Linked DNA regions of Rattus norvegicus: regions 1 and 3 are each linked to region 2. A link is a contact called in public Hi-C data. All regions are on one chromosome and are shown on one strand. Each heading gives the region's core, a stretch centred on a gene start, on an enhancer-like site or on the middle of the called end of the contact. The rest is flanking DNA. Distances are from core to core; before and after follow the strand shown.

Region 1 (3,596 bases), core at 489-2,988, 200 kb after region 2:
CTCTTTCAGGTTTTATGATTACTTGTTATTTTTGTTTGTACTCCTTTCCACAATCTCTGAAAGGATGGGAGAGCTGGGAGGAACTGTGAAGGTAATCGAGTCCACCTAGCTGCTTCTGGAGTTAACAGCATGCCAATTCTGAACGCGGGACGTGATTTTAACCTATTCTTTCACACAAAATGGCATCCAGTTGACATGGGCAAAATCAGGAGGAGAGTCACCACAGCTGTCCTTTTGTGTCTATGAGAGTCACACTTGCAGACGAGAATTGCATCTGTTGAACATGACATAGATTTTTCTTGACATTAATCCCTTTAAAAACCCATAAAACCATTCCCGTAACATTTCTCTTGTGTCAGGTATTAATACTAATCTAGATATGAGTTAAAGTATATGGGTATATAGGTCTAGGTGACAGGAGAATATTACTAATATATCATTTTATATATAAGGGGCTTGATACTTGAGGATTTGCATATCTCTGCATACGATGGAGGGAAACTAATTCTCTGAGGCTACCAAAGGATGTCTGTATTATACAATAATATGGAAATTAAAGTGACTGTAATTGAGACAAACTAGGGCACTGATGTGTCTGCCAGGCTAACTGGGATAGCAGATACTGGAGTTGGGTCTTTTCATTTGTTACTTTTCTGTTGCTGTGTTAAAATACCCTGATGAGAGCAAGTTGGGGAAAACAGGGCTTAGTCGGATGTGGTTCCATGAGGTTAGAGTCTATAGTGGTGGGGAAGGCAAGAAGCAGAGAGATCACCTTTTATCCGTACACAGAGAGATGGGATAGGAAGCTGGTGAACCCTCAAAACTCACCCCTAGTGATGTATTTCCTAGTGATGTCAGGACAGGATGAATCCTCCCTCCTAACAGTTCCATACCCCCAAGAAAACCATGACACCAGCTGAAGACCAGCTGTTCAAATGCATGAGCTTATGGAGATATTCTCATGCTATAATGGTCCTGGGTCATGCCAGCGATGTAGTTGGCACAAATAATCAGAAATGAAAGTGATCAGAGGGTGGAAAGCCAGGAGGGAGTATTCAGAGTTAAACATTACGCTTGAGACGGGCATAGCACTTACCATTTACCTTACAACGTTATCCACTCTACCTAGAGCTGAGAATCATTTATGCAGGAAACACCCCCCCACTGTCTGTGTCTGAGGCTACACTGCCTCCTAAGGTAAGGTGAGACGCAGCTGTTGGCTTGCCCTTTTCGCTCTAACCCATTGGCCCAGCGTCATGTGATCTATTTCCTCCAGGCATAGGCTGTGTTAGAGGCTCAGTTCTCCCCAGCAAGGGGAAGTGGAACTAATTCTGCCACCCTCAAGGAACAGCTGAACAGGAACCTCTGCCCATTCTCAAGTGGTTACAACCTTTCTCTTTCCGGTATGCTTCTGACTTTCACTTCATGCATTTTGTTTCTCTTTCTTCTGGAAACAGAACCAAGCTAGGAACCCAGTTTTACTGCACCTTCCTTCAAGAGCAGGACCTGGGTCCTTATTAAGCCGCTGAGGGCCTGCCTGATGTCTCTCACCACACTGGACTTGTCCAGGATCAATATCGTCATAGAGAGAGCTGAGGTCACAGAATCAAAGAGAACGTGGCGTTTTCTGGATCTTCCTTTTGGGGAATTCTGGAACATTTTCTGAAGCCTAAGCATCCTGGTTGCTCAGCTGCCTCCCCTTTTCCAGAAGCCTAAGAACCTCAACTCTGACCCCCACTCTGAGATCAACCTGAGACCCAATCAGAGTCATATCACCCTGCTGGAGGAGGGGAAAACCTCAGCATCCCGAAAGGACTTCAGATGTTCTTGACTGAGAAGTAAAGTTTATTGTAGAATACACACATTCTCTTAATGAAGTAGCCACCGAAGGCTACATGTTTTTGGGTTTGCGGTTCAAGGGCAACACTAAGGTCAGTTATCTTTTTGGGGTTAGCATTTTATGGGAGAGATAGCAATGCCCACATGGCGGAGCGAGGGTCCCTCCTTATATATTTTAGGGGAAGTGGGAGAGGTTCTATGTCACAGGATTGGTGCTTGCAGCCTACCTGTCTGATTCCTGGGCGTCAGGGAGAGAGGGATCTATTTGCTTAGGGTCTGTAGGAAGAGCCAGCTACAAGGATGGGGAGAATCTAGGAAAATAAACCAATAGTGGGACTTTAGGAAAAGTCATGGCCCTGGCTCACAGAATCCCTCCCTAGATCTTCCAAAAAGATATGTTATGAAGGTGGTTAGGAAGAATTGGAAACAAGAGGGTGCTATGCTTGAGAACTATCGGATGCATCAGAAATGCGGGATTACAGTCAAGGCAGGGCGAGATCACCCCATAGCCACAGCAGGCTTCACTCTGCTTTCAACATTTTTGCCTGCGACACCCAAACTGGGCCTTAAACTATCTCTGTATGGCATTCCAGGCCATGCAGTCTGCCTGTTAGTCAAAACTGTCATGCGTGTTGAAAACCATTGTGAATCTAGGTAAAGAAGTACATTTTCCCTAGGCTACTGAGACAGCACAAGATTCAAGTCACATCAGGGAGCAGAGAAGCCTGCTCTCTGCAGAAGCAAAAGACCTGCTAAGGCTTTGTGGTATTTATTGGAGTTTGGTGGCTTTTGTATTTAATTGTGTCAATTGACACCATCCTTTGTTTTCTTCTCTTGTCCCTATTAACTCTATTGCCATTTCTTCTCAGTGATGTCTTCCTATAGCCTTCTAGATCAATTTCTTTCTTTCTTCAAAATTAGCTTGTGTGCTGTTGAACTGAAAACAAAAATGAATAGAGCTTCCTGAAAGTCCCTCTTGACCCCCAGGCACCCTGCCAAGCTGAAACCATGGACAAAAAGACAACCAGGGAGCCACAGGATTCAAGAGTGCCTCTCCATGCTGAGTGGGCATTTGTCCTTATTTGAAGCTAATTTGTGATCCTGCCCCAGCTCTTGCAAATGCTTTAGGTTCTGCAGGCACCAAATGTTCCCTGAGTTAAACAAAAACACAAGGAAAGAACAGAAGGTTGACTTTTTACCCAACCCCATGAGCAGAAAGGAAAACACTTGAAGCTGAAAAATTGCTCTCTGTGCACGAAGTTCTGAGAAGGGTAGATTAAATTAAATGGCCTTACCAGCCCTTTAAAAAAATCTAACAAGTACAGCCTCACTTCCATCTTCAATTAAATTTGGCCCACATTGCCAACTGTTGACAAAATAGACCCAATTGGAGGTCCTACTGCAATGCATCTGAGTCAAATGTTTTTTGGCATCTAACTGGTGGGACATGCTCTTCTCAAACCATATCCATACCTTCTCCCTCTGCCTATTCATCACTCAAGTCTCCCACCCTTAACTCTCCATCCCAAGATTATTGCAGCCACTTTGACTCGTCCTGAAGCTTCAACTCCCTCCAAGGCCAGACCAATACTTCTCAAACTCAAATTTCATTTTCTCGATGCACTCAGTAAGCCTCCAATGGATCTTCAGACGAGGACACAAAGCTTAAAATGCCAGGCCGCTATGAAAGTTCTAAATAACTGGCAATTATATTTCTCACTTACATCATTTCTTCATATTTCCTAACAGTGTCGCTG
Region 2 (3,325 bases), core at 10-2,509:
ATATGCCTAAAATTTCAGGACTCGGGAGGCAGAGGCAGGCAGATCTCTGAGTTCAGGGTCAGCTTGGTCTACAAAGCAAGTTCTAGGACAGCCAAGGCTACACAGACACTCTGCCTCGAAATCACTGAAATGAAATAAAATAAAATTCCATGTGAAAAACCACCTGTTGATAAATTTGGGTCTTTTAAAATGAAAGCTCACCTACTTACAATAGTTTAAAAAAAATGGGCAAACTAGTATGTAAGCAAAATGAGACTCAAACATTCAGACTACAGGGTTAAAAAAGTAAAAAGCAAAGAACCAAAACAAAAGCACGAGAGAGAGTACTACGCCTAAATCGCTACACTCAAAACCACCACGATGTTCAAGTAAACGCTAAACTTGAAAACTAAAATTTAATCTGTTCTAGTGAGGGTACCTAGTCTGACATTTTACCTTTTGAGCGTCTTGGCTAACAAACTTAGCTCAAGATCAGTGCGGTTCATTTCTCGTAGTTGGGGGGCAATGCTTTCTTTATCACGCCTCTCTTTGCTTAGGTGCACTTCAATTAATGCAAGAGTCAAATCAATAGGCACCTTAAAGCAACGTGCCATTTCACTCTCCCTACAAGTTCTCTCGGGGCGGGGGGGGGGGGGGTCAGAACTCCAGTTCCTTAACCTCTTGGTGTTTCACTTTCCTTTTCACAGAAATCACATAGCCAGAGCACACTAGCCTGGGCAACCAGGGGCCAGGCACGTGAATGATCCCTAGGTGCAAGGGAGTTTGAAATGCAGACCCAGCGTGGGACGGCTGAATCAGACACGGCTCCTGGGGCCAGGTTTATCCTCCGCGCTGGGACCACTAGCTGGGTGAGGGGCACACAGCCAGGACCTCTCCCCGAGCTCCCCTGGGCAGGACCATACCTGCCGACCCAGGGGCCGTTACCTAACGAACCCGATCGTCCCGTGATCTCATCCAGTTCATCCTGTCCGGGAGCCAGGGCCGCCGGCGGCGACCGTAGCTGCAGCGTGCACCCATCCCGCCGAGCCTCCGGCCGCGCCCCCGCCGCGGCGCAGGCCCCGCCTCCGGCCCGCGCCTCCATCCTTCAGCCGCCGCGTTGCGGCTTCTCCACCTGCCCTATCCCGCCGCCCTAGCTCCCGCTGCTCCCGGCCCTGAGACCCCCATCCCAACTCCACCTTGTACGAGTCGGTGGCCAGCAGGATGTTGAACTCGGCTTCTGCCGCAGCATTCATCTCGGGCCAGAGCGGAGGCGCCGCGCCACGAGCTGCCCGGCGCGGCTGCGAGCAAGGAGAAAAATGGGCTTCGCTGCGCTCCGTTGCTTAAGTCACCGCTCGCTCGCAGGGGGGCGGGAGAGCAGGGAACCGAGCACGGGGAGGGGCCGGGAGGGCGGGCAGGTCCGTGACGCGGCGGCGGAGGAAAGCGCGCTACACGACCCAGCGCGCTCCGGCGGCTTTCCCGGCGGCTCCGCGCCCCGCCCATCCCGGGGATAAGGGGCGGGGCACGGCTGCGCGTGCGCAACGCAGGGGCGGGGGGTTGCCGAGGAGGACGTGAGGCACGCGCTCTGCCTCGGCGGCGCCCGCCCCAGGCCTAAAGCCGACAGTCACCCCAGCGCGTGACCTGGGCGCCTGCCTCTGAGGGGCGTGGTTTGATATAGGGGCGTGGCTTGGGCGTTCCCAGCCTCGCCCCTCCTGTCGTGAACCTCTTTGCCCGCCCCAGCCCGGACCTTCCTCTTGTCCTACCCAGTCCCTGCTCGTCCTGAGAGTCTTGTTGGAGTCACGCCACCTAGCTAAGGCCAAGGAGCCACCCACTCTTAGTTCCCGCACGCGCTGAATTACCTTTGTCTTTCGTTTGGACCGTGGATGGATCCTTTGGTCACCATCCGTCTTGTCGATCCTGATCCTCTAGATTTTCTTTTGAAATAAGAGGAGCTGCTTGAAGTCTGAGTTCCCCTGGTGCACGGCCTTGCTTTCCTCCCTGCTCTGTCTGTAGCTGAGCTCTTTGATCCTTTGAAGACTGACTTTTCCTGGAGAAAGTCTTAACAGTCCTTTGCACCTTGAGGGGAAGGTTAAATTCAACCCTCTCCGACAATGAAAGGACAAGACCAATTGAATCCAGTATTGTTGGGAAGTAAAAGGCATCCAGCCAAGTCTTAGACAGAGGATCTGTTTTTTCCTTTAAATCATTAAATCCTGGGGAAAGAGCTAGCAACCTTCCAAATAAGCGAAATGACGTCTGATGACGTCATCCAACTTTCATGAGCCAGTCCTCTTGTTTCATTTTCACATACATAGTTGCAATTTTTTTGGGGGGGGCATAAAACTAAAATTCCCTTTGCATGTTTAATAGCATTTAAGAATTCTAAGATTTAGGTTTTGTGGTTTTGTTTTTATAGAATAAAAGTAGTTAGTATTATTAAACTGGCACAAACTGCATCAAATTAGCAGTCTCTTTTTGCCTTTTACTTCCCAACAATATTATATTCAGCTTGGTCGTGTCCCTTCGTTGTCTGAGAGGGTTGAATTTAACCTTCCCCTTAAGACACAAAACACTGTTTAGACTTTTCTCCAGGAAAAGTCAAACAGCTTTCAAAGGATCAAAGAGTTCAGCTACAGAATCATCTACGATTGACCGCTATTTTGGGCTGTTTTGTGCAGAAAAAAAAATTAAGATTCTAATTAGAAAGTAGCCTTTGTTCGCGGTACCGTTTTTTAAAAAACAAAATCTGATCTTACAATCTTTGAGGTGTTTTTTTTTTCTCGTGTATAAAAAGGAAAAAGCCCAAAATGTAAGAAATGCTAACATTGCTAAGGTAAGTTGGAGAATAGTCTGCAGCAGTATCACTGGCTCAAGCCGCAGCAATTTTTAGAGGAAACGGCGCCAAATGAAGTCGTGAGGGTTCGAATCTATCAGCTTTTAAGAGCTGGGGTCTGAGTAGAGTTAGTTCCTTAACTGAGAAGATGGGGGTTATTGGAGCATTTATCTCATTCCCTTCTCTTTCTCTTTGGAAGAGATGTGCCATGCTGCCCCAAGCACAAAGCAACCAGGAACTGAAACTCTGAGACAGAACCAACCTTTCCCTCTCCCAGAGTTGATTTTATCAGGTATTTTGTTGAAGTGATGAAAGCTGACTGACGCACAAATTATGTTACCAACAGAAAACCGCATTGCCAAAGGTAGAATTTGGCATGTTCTTGGACAACTATATCTCTAAACTAGGCTGGTTGTGAATGAATTGGGGGCATAGAACCGTGACATGGAATTATCACCAGATATAAAACCAAAATTTCATTTTGAAATATCTCCTGAAAAATAACTTGAAAGAAGA
Region 3 (3,277 bases), core at 264-2,763, 150 kb after region 2:
TGACCTGAAGGATCCAATAGTCTCTCTATGAACAGAAGCCTGGGTATGTAAACAATGGATTCTGAAAGACTAATATCAACTCAAACCTGGAAGGTCTGTCTTTGAAGCACACAGGGAAGTGATTGGTTCCATTGGCCAGACCTGTAAGTTACCCAGGAAGCATCTCCCAGGACAGATAGCAGAGACACATTCCCTAACATCCTTGGTATAGTCTAGGCTCTTCTGCTATTCTCTCTAATGTTTCCATCATTTCCTTCTGAGCACTCAGCCCAGTGTGAAAATAAGTATTTAACGCTACTTGCTTTCTGTCTAATCTCCTATAAGAGCAGAGACCTTGTCTGTTTTGTTCATAGATATTTGAATACTGTTTCTACAACAGCTAACACAATCCCTGGGACATAAACGGAAACCACTGAATTTGTCAGCTTAAAAATAAAAAAGATCTTAATTGTTAAACAAGTCAAAGCTTTGTTTTTAAATAACGAGAGAATTAGTGGTACTAAAAGTGACACGAACAATACAAAGGAAATCATAAGAGAAAGAGCATGTTGCCTATTCAGAGAAAGCCTGCAGTTGGGTAAGTCAGATGTACTTTTCTGGAAGATGGAGAGGGAGGAAGTGACTGAGGAAGGTTCTTAATATTAAGGCCAGATATTTATTATGGCTCTGCTCTTTGCATTGGATGATATCATTACCTCTGCCTGGTAACTGGTTACATCACTTGGCTTCTCCAGGATCTGCTGTGGCCTGAATTAGGCATGCTTTCTTCTCTGTCAGCTGTGGACTTTTTAAATCCAGACACTCCAGGCTTGTTTGTATACAGCCTGAGCTTGACTATCTGTTGGCATTGACACCTGATGCAGCTTATGAAGTTAGGTGTTGACAGATTCTGGCTTAAGTCTCAACCCATTGGCTGTACTCCTGGTTCCATCTACCTCTGAGACTCTGCTTAAGAGCTTGCTGCTGTTCCTTATGCTCCCACCTGAATTCCTACACCATTACCACCAGCCTTCACCTTAGGAACAGGGAAATAATTTTTCATTTATTTGTCCAAACATATAGTAGGCCTGTGGACTGAGCACAGACCTTTCCTGTTTGTGAAGTCTGAACTGTTAAATGCCTTGCACACACTCTCATATTGAACTTAGTCTGTCCTTGAACTACTGCTTTTGCCTTAGTTTCCAGTGCTGTTGATGGGTACTACACTCAGCTTCAGACGTATCACCAAGTCCCCAGCAGTTGGGAGATTGATTACTTATATTCAAGCCCTCATCATCACTAAAACTTATGCTCCTCAGTGTGCATATATTAGACAATGAGAGACTTGGCTCCATACTATCCTCCCTGAGCTCAAATTCTGAAAATAAATACATGTCAAATATTCAGCAGTCCCTAGACTGTTTCTCTGCACTTTGTAAAAGCTCAGTTAGAGGCAGTCAGCCACCTGTTCCTGCCCAGCTCTTTGTAAGATCTGTTTCTACCCCTGGTCTACTGGTGTTTCAGGAACCAATGAAACTCACCTTTAACACTGCTTATTTTTAGTGTCTCTGCATTTATATTTAGAAGGGAAGACTGGTCATGCCTCTGGGTGCATCATTCTTCCAATTTTTGCTGGATCACGGGGAGGCCACATGGAGAGAAAATTAGTAGTGCATGTAACTCTCCATTTATTTCCTGGACCCAGTGACCCAGCACAGGCACATGTGCCAAAGATACAAGGACAAAGCAGGAGGCCAGGATGACTTTCAACTGCTTTCACTGGCCACTTGGTAAGGATTCCTAAGAGAAAGGGCAGGTAGCAAATTAGAAAGGTCAAAAGAGGGGCTGCTAAGAATTGAAATAGTTTCTCTTGTTCTCTCTGCAGCCTATGGAACATTTTCTTTTCCTTTTTGTTCTCACAAAACATATTTTTGTACATTTAATTTTTAAAATAAGGGACTTTCTATAGATAAAAGTGAATTAAATATGAATATATAAGTGTTTTAAATATATGAGAATTTATCAAACATATCATGTGAAAATGACTTGTATTTCTAGTGTTTAATATTTGCTAAAACATTCAGTATCAAGGGATCAAAATCTTCATTGGAAAAGTGGGTTCAGAAAAACAGACTTCAGAGACTTATGGCTGAGAATATGAAACTATTTTATATTCATCCTTAAACAGGGGACATCTATATCATCTGCCTCAGGACACAGGAAGCACCATAGAACAGGATGTAGAAAGGATGTGGGAACCAGATAATGGGGAGGAAGGCTGGGCCTGGGCCTGCACAAGACTGGATCTGTCAATACTCGGTCATGGGTGGGAGAGGGCTCCTTGTGGGAACTGTTTGCTATTGATGGATGCTGAGGAAAGAAGAGTCATGTTTGTTTTAGTGCTGTAGCCTCTGCTTAGTCCCCCATACACCAGTGAATAACTCCACACCATGTTCAAATGGAGGCCCTCATTAAGCTCAGAAGGTTGTCAAACCAAAAGCAAAATCAAACAAAAAGATAGGTAAGTAGTGGGGTTTGGGGACTTGTAGGCTGCCTTACATGAGTAGGATAGAGATAAGAGAGATGGAGAAGGACGAGATTATCAGAATGCATTAAATATATAAAAGTGCCAAACAATAAATTGAATTAAAAGAGAACATTAGATGCAAATACACTGATAGACATATGAAAATCCACCCAAACTCCTTGTAAGAAATGGCCATATCATTTTTCATCTATTAAATGGATAAAATGTAAGAGGCATAACAACAAAAATCTCTTGGTGAGATTGTGAGAAATTATCTATTTTTATGTCCTATGAAAAGAAATTAGCAGAACCCATATTATTAGTCACAGTTTATTAGAGGAACAGAACAGATAAACTGATTATCTATATTTTAAGCAGGGATTGATTAGAGTGACTTACAAGCTGTGATCTAGTTAGATCAACAATGGCTCCCTCCCAGTGGAAAGGACAAGAACCCAGTAGTTGTTCAGTCTATGAGGCTGGATGTCTGAGCTGGTCTACACTAGAATCCTCAAGGAGTAGGGAGTCTAACGCCAGCAAAGAGATGTTCAGCAACAGAGTAGATGAACTTGCCAGCAAGAATGAAGGTAAGGAGGCAAAAAGTAAAAGCTTCCTTATCCTAGGTCCTTTTTAGATAGGGCATCACCAGATGTTCTGGTCCAGGTTTAGTGTTGGTCTTCAAGCCTCAAACAATCCAGACTTAGGATGGGTCAACTCACCTCAAATGATCCAATCAAGAAAATTGTTACAAATGTGCCCAACAGCTTAGGT

What was found. Hi-C and Micro-C count contacts between places; a contact is called where the count stands out from the background.
Region 1: a contact with region 2 is called in a Hi-C map of frontal cortex, with 4 times the contacts expected there. The contact joins the enhancer-like site here to the promoter of Nampt in region 2. A contact is called at or near these places in 12 of 12 Hi-C or Micro-C datasets (the A7r5 cell line, the Rat2 cell line, Schwann cells and 7 more).
Region 3: a Hi-C map of psoas muscle shows a contact between it and region 2, with 3 times the contacts expected there. The contact joins the enhancer-like site here to the promoter of Nampt in region 2. A contact is called at or near these places in 2 of 12 Hi-C or Micro-C datasets (liver and psoas muscle).

What each region holds. Positions count from the first base shown.
Region 1 is chr6:54,953,328-54,956,923 of GRCr8, reverse strand. No RefSeq gene overlaps it. Among named protein-coding and RNA genes, the nearest start is that of Nampt, 200 kb to the left of the region's middle. Within about 2 kb of position 1,738, at least 12 of the 93 cell types and tissues checked have an H3K27ac peak or open chromatin away from gene starts, as enhancers often do.
Region 2 is chr6:55,150,690-55,154,014 of GRCr8, reverse strand. It overlaps Nampt (nicotinamide phosphoribosyltransferase), which reads right to left and starts at 1,259. Exons shown (of 11, transcript NM_177928.3): 1 at 1,176-1,259. The coding sequence starts at 1,232.
Region 3 is chr6:54,999,492-55,002,768 of GRCr8, reverse strand. No RefSeq gene overlaps it. Among named protein-coding and RNA genes, the nearest start is that of Nampt, 150 kb to the left of the region's middle. Within about 2 kb of position 1,513, at least 4 of the 93 cell types and tissues checked have an H3K27ac peak or open chromatin away from gene starts, as enhancers often do.